Regions from separate parts of the Gossypium hirsutum genome. Here regions 2 and 3 are each linked to region 1. Evidence: chromatin contacts called from public Hi-C data. All regions are on one chromosome and are shown on one strand. Each heading gives the region's core, a stretch centred on a gene start, on an enhancer-like site or on the middle of the called end of the contact. The rest is flanking DNA. Distances are from core to core; before and after follow the strand shown. Region 1 holds the start of LOC107948591 (protein MET1, chloroplastic). Region 2 holds the start of LOC121203000. Region 3 holds the start of LOC107948940.

Region 1 (3,500 bases), core at 672-3,171:
TTCTCCAGCGCTTGCTCGTAATTGCCGCTCCTTCCCGATGATAGAAAACGAACAAGATATTTAGTGCTTAAATATAATTGGTTATGTGGTGAAATATGATATAAGCATGAGCAAAGGATAAGTAAAGTTCTGAGATCAAGTCACAAGAGTACTTGTATAATTGCAACCCTTCACGAAGATCCGTTTCCCTGCGTTCTTTTTGTTCCTTTTTCCTCATATAGTTTTGCATCTGAGATTCAAGCAGCAAGTTGCGGACATTATATTGTTGTTATGACACAGAAAATTTTATTACTTTAATACAGTGAAGGTTATAAAATGATAGTGAAAGTACTACTTACTTGGATTTCCCTCACTCTGTCACTAATTACACCTGAGTTCCTCTCAGCTCTAATAATCTCCTTCTCTGTTAACTCGCCTCCTTCATCAACCTTCCCTGGAAAAATATATAAGAAATGCTGACATTTTTTAGCTTATGATGCAGTGTTCATAAGGGGCAATTTAATTATGAACAAAGGATAATAACTTACCATATCTTTTCTGCATTTTCATAAGCAATGGACCAATTCTCTGGCGGATGGTGTACATTGTCCTCCCATATTCGGCGGCCGGCCATATTTCTGTTCCAAACACTGCACTGCATTCCCATAAATGGTTCATTAAGTCACCTTCTAATTTTAACACTCTATGAGACCGAGAGCTTGAACATTAACCAGATATTCAATTACAACACTCAGTGACAAAATTTGATTCATGTGATAAAAATGGTTGAAGGTGTGAGAAAGGGTCACGGTGAAACATTAATCCGAGGCAAATTGCCCATAAATTGACACTGGTAGAGTCTTTTGATGGGCAGCTGGCAATCTTTCATTTCATTAATACATTAGTGTGGCAATGCCTTCTAAAGTCCACACCTCTTAATTAGCAATAGTAGGTTGGCTATGGGTGCTATCAGCAGGTTTGCTTTTGCTAATGAAAAAGAATGAATAGAAAAGCTAACCTGGTGGCAAGTACTTTGTCCCCAACGGTGAAAACCCCAGCCTTGTCAGCAGCTCCACCAGGCTGAATAGCATCAATGTAAGTCCCACCATCTCTGCCTTTTCTGAATTTGAGCCCATAAGGCTGCTCAATCTCTACCTCATACTCCTCGTACTGCTGCTCTTCCTGCTCTGTGGTTTGGGACTCACCTTCCGATGCTTTCGCTACCAAAATCCATGGCTTTAGCTGCTCCTTGCCACTGCAGAAAGACGCTGAACACTTGCTGTTGAATCTAACTCCTACATGCCTGGTTGAAGAAAGGAGAGGTTGAGTGGCTCTGTGTAAGGGTGAGCAAGTGTTAGAGCAGAGATAGGAGGGATAAGTGGTGGGAGCCAAAGCCATGGTTGTATTGCTATTTGCTACGCTAACAAAACAGAAGGTTTTTTAACTTTTGAGTGGCTCTGGTAACAGTGAGCAAGTGTTAGAGCAAGGATAGGAGGGATAAGTGGTGGGAGCCAATGCCATGGTTGTATCACAGGAATGATATGATTGGTCGGAAACCAGATGTGGATTGGATTCGTTAATTTTCTATTGAACCAAATGAAAGCACGTGGCACTCCCAGATCCAGCAATTTCTTCCCATACGTATAAAAAAGGAAAGAGATTTACAATATATTTCATTATCCAAACCAAAGAGAAAGAAATTCCCACATTCAAGAATGGAAAAAGAACAGACTTTTATAGAAGTATTGAATCAGATCGAAAAAAAGGAAAAGCCAAAGAAGAAATATAGCAGGGGGGGCAGTGTGAGAGTTTATGAATTCTCCATTCCAAGAATTGGCAGAGCGAAAGAGAGGGGTTTTTTACGGTTCCTGAAAAAATTGCCACAGTAAAACTTACCTACTTTAATGCAGCCACCAATATATATATATTATAAAAAAGAAATCAGCGCAGTGCATCACCCAAAGACAGCGAGACCTTAAAAGAAGGGAAAAGAAAAATCTCTCTCTCCTCCTCTCATCTCACTCAATGGTCTACACAGCTATTGAACAAAAGATAATAATTTCATTCATGAGAGAGAATTACAAGAGGATTTTGAGATAATCAGGAATAGAAAAATTCCAGAAAGGGGATAAGAGCCTAACTTAGTTCTCTTTACCACCCAGTCAGCTACTCTATTTCTTGATCTCAGTACATTATTGTCGGAATAAATTTTCCTGTAAATTAAAAGAAACAAAAATAAATATCAGCAGAAGAAAAAAATGAAATAATTGTTAGTGAAGTTACTTTTTTTTATTCAGTTGATTTTTATTCAGTTGAAGTGTTATTTAAATACATGAAAAATATAACAATTACATTCTAGAATTAAGAAACTACCCGATTTCATGATCAACAAACTTCTAAAATTAGTTAAAATAATGAAACGGTTTAAAAAATGAAAAAAAAATAGTAAAATTTGTTTTGACCAAATCTTGCAGCAGCTGAAGTACAACTTCAACATTCCTCATTGCTTTGGTTGCAGCAAACTCCAAGTTTCTCTCTAAGAAACTTAAACTTGCTTCTTGGTAAGGGTTTTGTAAATATATCAACTAGTTGAAATTCAAATTTGCAATACTTTAAACCAACTAAACCTTCTTTCTGCACTTCTCTAAGAGAAAGTAATTTGATATTGAAGTGTTTCGTTTTCCTATGAAAAACAAGATTGTTAGAGATAGAAATTGTAGCTTGATTATCAACGAACGCTTCTGTGCATCCTTCTTGTTTCAGATTCAAATCCACTAAAACTTTTCTTAACCAAAAAGCTTGATTGACAACAACACTAGCTGCAAAAATTCAGGTTTTGTTGTAGATTGTGACGCCATATTATGCTTTTTGCAACACCATAAGAACACACCTGAATCAAACTCGAAACAGTAACTTGAAGTGCTTTTCAAATTATCAAGTGAACCTCCCTAATCATTATTTGAATACCCTTGCAAAACATAATCTTGATTTGCACAAAATTCGGTTCCATAATCCAATGTCCCTCTCACATATCTAGGGACTCTTTTAGCAATTGTAAGATGTGTTTCAGTTGCACAAATCATAAATCTGGATACTAGACTTATAAAATGTAAGATATCAAGTCTTGTAGTCATTAGATACATCAGGCAATCAACTAGACTTTTGTAGAAGTTTTCATCGACTTTTCAGCTTTATCTTCTTTGCGACTTTTGGAGTATCTACACTCTTGCATTCATCTATTCTAGATTTTTTCAGAATTTCCTTAGCATACTTCTTCTAACCAATGAACACTTCTTCATTTTTCTACTTTAATTCCATTAATAGAATGTAAGTCATTTCTCCCAAATCCGTCATCTCGAAAGTTTGCTCCATATCTTCTTTGAACTTTCTCACAAGTTCTTTATTACTTTTTCTGACCATCATACACATATAAGGAAACAACAATAAAATTGATTTCATTACCTTTTATGTAAAGGGTAGCTTTATTGAGACTTCTTTTGCAATCCAATTACATTAAATGT
Region 2 (3,500 bases), core at 517-3,016, 450 kb after region 1:
TTTATCCCTAAACCATGGCAGATTCTAAGTCCAAAGCATCTAGTACAAAGAAGAAGAAATAAAGATGACCTGAGAAGAGATTAGATGGTGCATTTGGCTGGATATGGCGAAGAAAAGCTCTCGACCGTTCTCACCACTGGAACCTTTCTTTGTGAAGCTTGCCTCACCGTCGTCACCGCGATCCATGACTTTTTTTTCTTTTCTCGATTCCTGGCTCAGTCACAAATCTCAAATTTTTTCTCTTCTCCTCATCCTTTTTCCTTCTTCTTTTTCTTCTTCTTTTATCGCCCAGCCTAACTAGGGTTTTAATTTGGGGTCGTTTACATAGTAGAATGGCATGCCACTTTTCCGTTACGTTTATAATGAAAAATGGTTAAAAGGTCTGTTTTGTTATTTTTCAAAAGTTGAGTGACTGAATTGAAACCAAAGTGACTATTTTGTCAGCTACCCTAAAGTTGAATGACTATTGGTGTAATTTACCCCCCAAAACAAACAACCCTCTTCAATTTATAGGCATAGTATTTTTTTTTCAAAAATGTTGATCAAAGTTGTTCATGTATATGTTGTTTTATATGTACTCTATGTCAAATTTGAAATGACATTTATTGCCTAAATTTATGGGCAAGACCTATCATATTTTTATGACTTAATTAATACAAAATTGATCACTTGCCTATCAACATGAATACTATAACATGCTTCAAACCATATCAACCCCACTTATTGACACCCTATCATTAGATGCTTCACAGTTTCCTTCACCATATGACACAAATCACAAATAGGGAATCTTTACACCTTCTCTTCACATATTAATATTAGTTGGGATGGTGTTACTACATAATATACGCATTCTTAGGATGAACTTACTATTGAATCGTACCAATTGATATGATTCACAGCTAACCTTTTTTACATAGGGTCCTTCCCAATTCGTCATTATCTTGTCTTTTAGTATTTTTTTGCTAATGGCCTTTACGTGCCTCAAATTCATGTATGAGCTGGGCATTTTATTGCAATGTTCCTTGATGTCGTTGGAACTATTCTTGAAGGAGCTTGAGTTGCTTCGGTAGTTTTGTATATTGTTGGCTCGCATTCATATTGTTTTGGATGGAGGAATGGTCAGTTAGTGGCAATAGGGGTAGGGGGTTATTTGCAAGTTGCAACTTGAGGTTCATATTGATTTAGGTAGCTATGGTAGTACTAAGGCTGAGGTTGCGTGTAAATTTGCTAGTGATACTATTGGTAGGCTAGATGGGTGGTGTTGTACGAATATCCCTCGTGATGACTAGGTTGACCATAGTGGTTATAGGCAAAATATTGCTGGTATCCTGACCTCATAGGGCATTGGTAGTAAGGCTTTATTTTTATAGGTTTGAAGATTTAATGTGGGTCTTTCAAAAATGATCACTTTAGCTTACAAGTCTAATTTTAAGATTATGGATATCTTTTTTTTTTTTAACATTAATTTCATTAAGGTTCTTATCATAACTGCTCTTTTTGATACTATGCCTAGAACTACTCATAACCCCTCCCCAACCCTTAAATAGGAAGATAATGCACTTCAACGTACTCAAACTCATGACCTTCTGCATTGACAATAATGCCAATGCCAATCGAACTAAGACTCAATTGACAAAATTATGGGTATCTCATTTAGATTTGATTGACTTTTAAAGTTATAAGATATGACACGAGACATTATTAATTTTTAAAAGATGAATGAGGTAAATTTATGTACAAGTGACCTTGCTTGAATTGGAGGAGTTGCGTCTCGATCCTTTGTCCGGGAATATGTATCAAACTTGTAATTTCCCTTGTAAAAGAATATATAAAATTTCTTGATTGTTGAAAATAGAATTCTATAAATCCAACAAGACAAAGAAAAAGAATTGGAAAGGCCCAAGGAGCTAAACTTTTCGTTTAGACAACAAAAAAGTTTTCTGGCCTGTTAATCGCCATGGTCCATCAAAGCCCCTGAGCCCTGACCCAGCTTCAACCCCACAACTCAGAAGGACACTCGTGCGGTCCTGCCTGCGCCTGATATAAACGAAACTCAAGCCTCCTTAACAGAGATCAGGTAGCTTCGAGAAACAAAGGAGCCTGCTACATCGTCTTCATCGTTTTCATTTGCCAGGTAAAACTCCTCTTTATCATCATAAGTCCTAGCGTTAATTCTTTTTTAACCTTTTATATAATTACATAATGATTGTTTTGTTGTCTAACAAAAATATTAGGGTTTTTTTGACTTCGGGCTTTTTGATCTGATATTTGTTTTTATTTTAATTTTTTTATCAGATTTTGGGAACTGATCATGGCTGGAGGAGGAAATTTCATGCACAGAGTTATATCTTATGTCGTCAATGAGCTTGTCGTTGATAGACTTGCAAATAGGTACCTTTTTTTCTCTGGTTTATTTTTCATTATTTTCCATTGATTTTTTTTCCTTATTGATTTATTTTTCTAGAATAAGAAAAAAAATCAAAATATTTTCTCGAGATCAGAAAGGTTGAATATTTGTTCGTGTAATTCTAAAGACTTGAAAATAGCTTGTTGTTTGTTAACTATTTATGGAAGCTTCTTTCTCTGGCTGCTGGGACTGCTCTGTTTCCCATCAGTTCGTTCACTTGAAGCAAAAGTGCCTCAATTCTCAAATCACACACACACACACACACATCGATAGTGCAACATGCCTTGCATTATGGATTAAGGAGGTTTGAGAAGATTTTTACCTCAAAATCAGCCCCCTTTCCCTTTTTGGTACAAATTTATTTGAAATGATATTGACTTTTTGTTTAATATATCTTTTCAAATGCTTGAGACCAAATTTTGTTTTTAAAGTTTGTGAATCATCTAGGAAAAGGATTCCGAAATTTGGTTTGCTTCGATAGAGTTGTTAATGTTAGGCATATGCTATCTCCAGTGTAAAATATCTGGAACTGGATTTTTTTGTTGGGGGGGGGATTGAGAAAATTTTCATATGAACAAAATAAATAATTGAACATTGAAGTTTGATCTTTAATAGCCGGTGGAAAGTTTTCTCATAGTTTTAGGCAATCTGAGTTCTTTTTCCTTTTAGTTTCATTGATTGTTTGTTTGCTTACATTAATCATTGCTCTATGATTCCTTCGAGGACCAACCTTTGTTTCTTTTTTATCTTCTTTGGTTTTTTATGTTTTTTATTTTTCAGCCCTGCATTCCAAAGATTTGCTGTGAGGACATCAAAGAGGATAGAAGATATCTCCAGTATGGGTATGTGCATGTCTCGTCCTGTTACTATGATCTTTTTCTAAATTCTGTGTGTGAATTTAACCTGCTATTATCCTACAAAAAGCCAACGAAAGACCTTGCTGATGTTAATTGCCGGCTTTGGTGCATGCAGCTGAGAAGAAGAGGCAAGAACTCGCTGAACAAATGAAAGAAATCTCGAAAAACATGGAGGTTGGCTGTAATTATTTAACTTGATATTAAAACTTTACCTTTGGTGGATATTTTATTGT
Region 3 (3,500 bases), core at 649-3,148, 290 kb after region 1:
CTGAGGGAGATGCAGAAGACAATGGTCAAGACTTGATAATGAAAATGAGTGAATTCAAAATGAATGATGTCAAATCTGAGCATGGGAAAAATCGTGGAGTTCGTACAGAAAGACATACTACTCAGGTGAACTTCGCAAAACTAGAAACTAATACTTTGAGAAGATATATAAGGTACTTCAAAATCAAGGGAATCCGGCCTGGTTCATCAAGGGTAAAAATTATCAATGCTGTGCAGCAGCACTTTGCCTCAATACCACCACTCGATGAGCAACAAGTGATGACTAATTTCATCGATGCAGTGAGGAAAAATAAGGGTAAAACCTAAAGATTTAGGGGGTTTTGGATCAGACAGACAGAGGTGTTATATAGCTAATGTAGAGCTAGATTTTGACACCATTTTCTTAGTACACAGAAGCAATATTTTTTCGATCATTCTCTTAGTTCCGATTTCAGTCATACCAAAAACTATAATGGTCAATGAAGATGTATTCATGTCACATTCAAGGAAGGGTGGAAAATATCCATTCTCTGCCTAAAGCTGAAATATAAAACTATAAATAAGGGGCATTCCCCACCCCCACCCCCCCGCTTAAAACTATAGTTTACAATTTCTGAACATGTAAAATATCATTCCCATATATCCTTTGCTTACTTGACACTAACTCCATGCTGCAATTTGCTAGCAGAGGCAACCGCACCAGTAATCAAATTCGGTCAACTCCTTCGAATTTTATTTTTCAAGGTTTACCTGTAGATTTGAAGGATAAAAACTCTGGATTTTGCACAAAGTACCCACCAAGTTGGTTTTTGTTTTCAAACATTCCATGTGTGGAATCCCCCAAGTTCATCAGCTACTTGGTGCAACATTAAATCAAGTATTTGCTCCTCAAGCTTCACACAGATTTCTTCAAAGTCTTCAAACGTGAAAAGTTTCTTCGTTATCTAATTTGAGAATTTTATATCTTCATCTGTCATTTTGCTAGGTCTATCCACCAACTCCATGAAATACGCAGTCTCCTCGTTTTTCGTCGACTCAAAATCATTGACATAGAGGACAGAAACTGGGCTTAAACTTGAACTTGAGCCCTCCGAGTTACTGTCAGTATACTCAACTTTCCTAACTGCAGATTGATTTTTTTTCTTCGTCTTAACAGATACTTCCTCCAATGGAGTTTTTGCCTTTGAATTTACACCAATGCAGCCACTGGACTTCAAAGATTGTTTACTAGAAACTCTCCTTGGCTCGTTTTTAAGCTTAGATATCTTCTTGTTTTTCTTCTTGGAACATACTTTCTCTCTTACATTCACATTTTGCTTAACATTCTTACCACTTGATCCATTTACTCTTTGGGATTTCCATTTCCTTGGCTCAGACATTGTTTCTTGATTGTGCTGCAACAGCTGCGGACTTTGCGGTAGCTCCTGAAACGACGTCGACGTTTTCACTCGACGATGAGTGGCTTTTGTTAAATCAAAATCCAGCATATAATCCATGAAATTGGCTGACTTGCTCCGAGGAACTGAACTTGGAGTTTTGCCTCTACAAACCCAGTTGTTGTCTGGCAATGTGTCCAGCCCCATTAGCCTAGCCACTATCCCAGGACCACTTTCAGATGCTTGGACTTGAGCCTTAGCCATGATATCAACGGCGTTTAACTCTATAATGGGGACTGATGGATGTGTTTCAGGAGTCCCCGAACAAAAAAGCCGGCGGAAAACGGCGGAGAAACACCCAGAACTTGAACTTTTTGTGTTCCTCATGGCTTACCAGCACCAAAAAAATAATGAATAGCTGAAATGTAGTGAAGTTAGTGAGAATCACAAATTTGCTTCCGTGATTGTGAGATGATGATTATGATAATGATGAATAATGGCTCAAAATATAGTCAGCAAAAACAAGGGGGACGACGGGCTTCGATTTTGACTCGTACAAATGAGTTTTTTAAACTTGGATTAATTGCTCCAAACATCCTCAATTTATAGTCTAAGTTTAAAATTGATCCTTTAACTTCAAAACATTTTAATTGAATTATCAAAATATCAAATATCATATAATAAGATATTTCCATCTAGTTAACCTTCAACTTGAACATTAATACTAGCTCGGATTTAACATTTTTGATTTGATATATTAAAAAAGAATTGAATGTGTCCTTAAAATTTAAGAGAGAGATTTCTTTTTTCTTTCATTTTATCATATATTAAATCTAAATGATCTAATGTGATAGCCATGTCCTTAAAATTTTATCATGTGTTTTAAATATATTCTATGTGAAATTTGGACTAGATTTAACATTTAATTGACAAAGAAGGTAATGGAAGTACAATAATTTGAAACTTGAGGATTAATTTAGAATTTAGAGTATATTTTGGGTATGTCTTGTGGTATTAACCCTAAATAGTTTTGTAATTTGATTCATATGCCAGGTAGAAAGGTCGGTCTATAATCTGTACACCCAAAGACTAAAGCTAGGTTTGGTCGTCGGGTTCACATTAGAAAACGAGAAAAGCACTAGACCTACGCGCAATTAAGTGGCGTACAGAATGTAGAAGCATTAAGACGAAGAGGATCAGCCGTGCTTTGACTACGCGCCATGATTGGAGAGTAAGAGGAATAAATAAATAGGGTAAGCAGTGTTTGGGCAGCCGAAGTTGTGGACTTTTGATTTTGGAGCAGAGGATGGAGGTGTTGACCTAGGTAGCGCGTATTCACAATCACCGACTTTGGTCGCTGCTGCTGCTGATGGGGACGCCTTCTAAGAAATTTCTTTCTGCTCATAGTTCTTTTGAGTTGATGACTCGACTTAATTTTTTTAATTTGTTATTAAGACTTGGTTGGTTTTTCTTTTAATATAAAATATTTATTTTTACATCTAGATAATGTAATTGTAAATTAAATAAAAAAAAGAATTTGTGTAGAGTAAATTATTATTTATACGTTAAAGGTTTAATGCATAATTTGTTACTTAAGTTTGATTTTTTTTAATATGGTATTTATATTATTTTTTAGTGTTTAATATGAATTTTAGAGTTAATTTGATAAAAATTTTATAATTAGCTAATAATTTCAACAATTAACTTTTATCAAATCAACTCTAAAATCGGAATTAAATCACATTCATCGGACTATATTTGACAAATTAAACGTAAAATTAAACAAATTCACAATTAATACTAAAATTATTTTTTTTGAAATCATTAAAAATTCAAATCTAATAATATTAGAAATCAACTTTCATCAAATCAACTCAAAAACTCGAATTAAACACTAAAAAGCTAACATTGCTACCTTTGGGTATCAAAATATATAAATTTTGTCAAATATAGGTATCATATTAGACCAAAAAATAACACAGGTACCACATTAGAAAAAAATGTCAAACTGGAATATCAAATAATATCTTAGGCCTATTTCAAAAACCTTTCAAACACCGTAGTTCTAATATTTTTCAATTTTTTGATTTTTTATCTAGCACTAACTCACACAATTTCCATTCCA

Evidence for each region. A called contact is a pair of places that touch in the nucleus more often than the background predicts.
Region 2: a Hi-C map of leaf shows a contact between it and region 1, with 2.8 times the contacts expected there. The contact joins the promoter of LOC121203000 here to the promoter of LOC107948591 in region 1. A contact is called at or near these places in 3 of 34 Hi-C or Micro-C datasets (all in leaf).
Region 3: a contact with region 1 is called in a Hi-C map of leaf, with 2.6 times the contacts expected there. The contact joins the promoter of LOC107948940 here to the promoter of LOC107948591 in region 1. A contact is called at or near these places in 5 of 34 Hi-C or Micro-C datasets (hypocotyl and leaf).

The regions. Positions count from the first base shown.
Region 1 is chrA04:77,139,215-77,142,714 of Gossypium_hirsutum_v2.1, forward strand. LOC107948591 (protein MET1, chloroplastic) reads right to left here and starts at 1,922. Exons shown (of 7, transcript XM_016883202.2): 1 at 998-1,922; 2 at 528-634; 3 at 339-433; 4 at 153-229; 5 at 1-30. The coding sequence starts at 1,377.
Region 2 is chrA04:77,592,752-77,596,251 of Gossypium_hirsutum_v2.1, forward strand. It overlaps LOC121203000, which reads left to right and starts at 1,767. Exons shown (of 6, transcript XM_041111412.1): 1 at 1,767-2,137; 2 at 2,299-2,394; 3 at 3,191-3,252; 4 at 3,383-3,441. The coding sequence starts at 2,315.
Region 3 is chrA04:77,427,436-77,430,935 of Gossypium_hirsutum_v2.1, forward strand. LOC107948940 reads right to left here and starts at 1,899. Exons shown (of 2, transcript XM_041111406.1): 1 at 654-1,899. The coding sequence starts at 1,762. The coding sequence ends at 944. It overlaps LOC121228167 (a long non-coding RNA gene), which reads left to right. Exons shown (of 4, transcript XR_005925698.1): 2 at 688-876; 3 at 985-1,099; 4 at 1,403-1,542.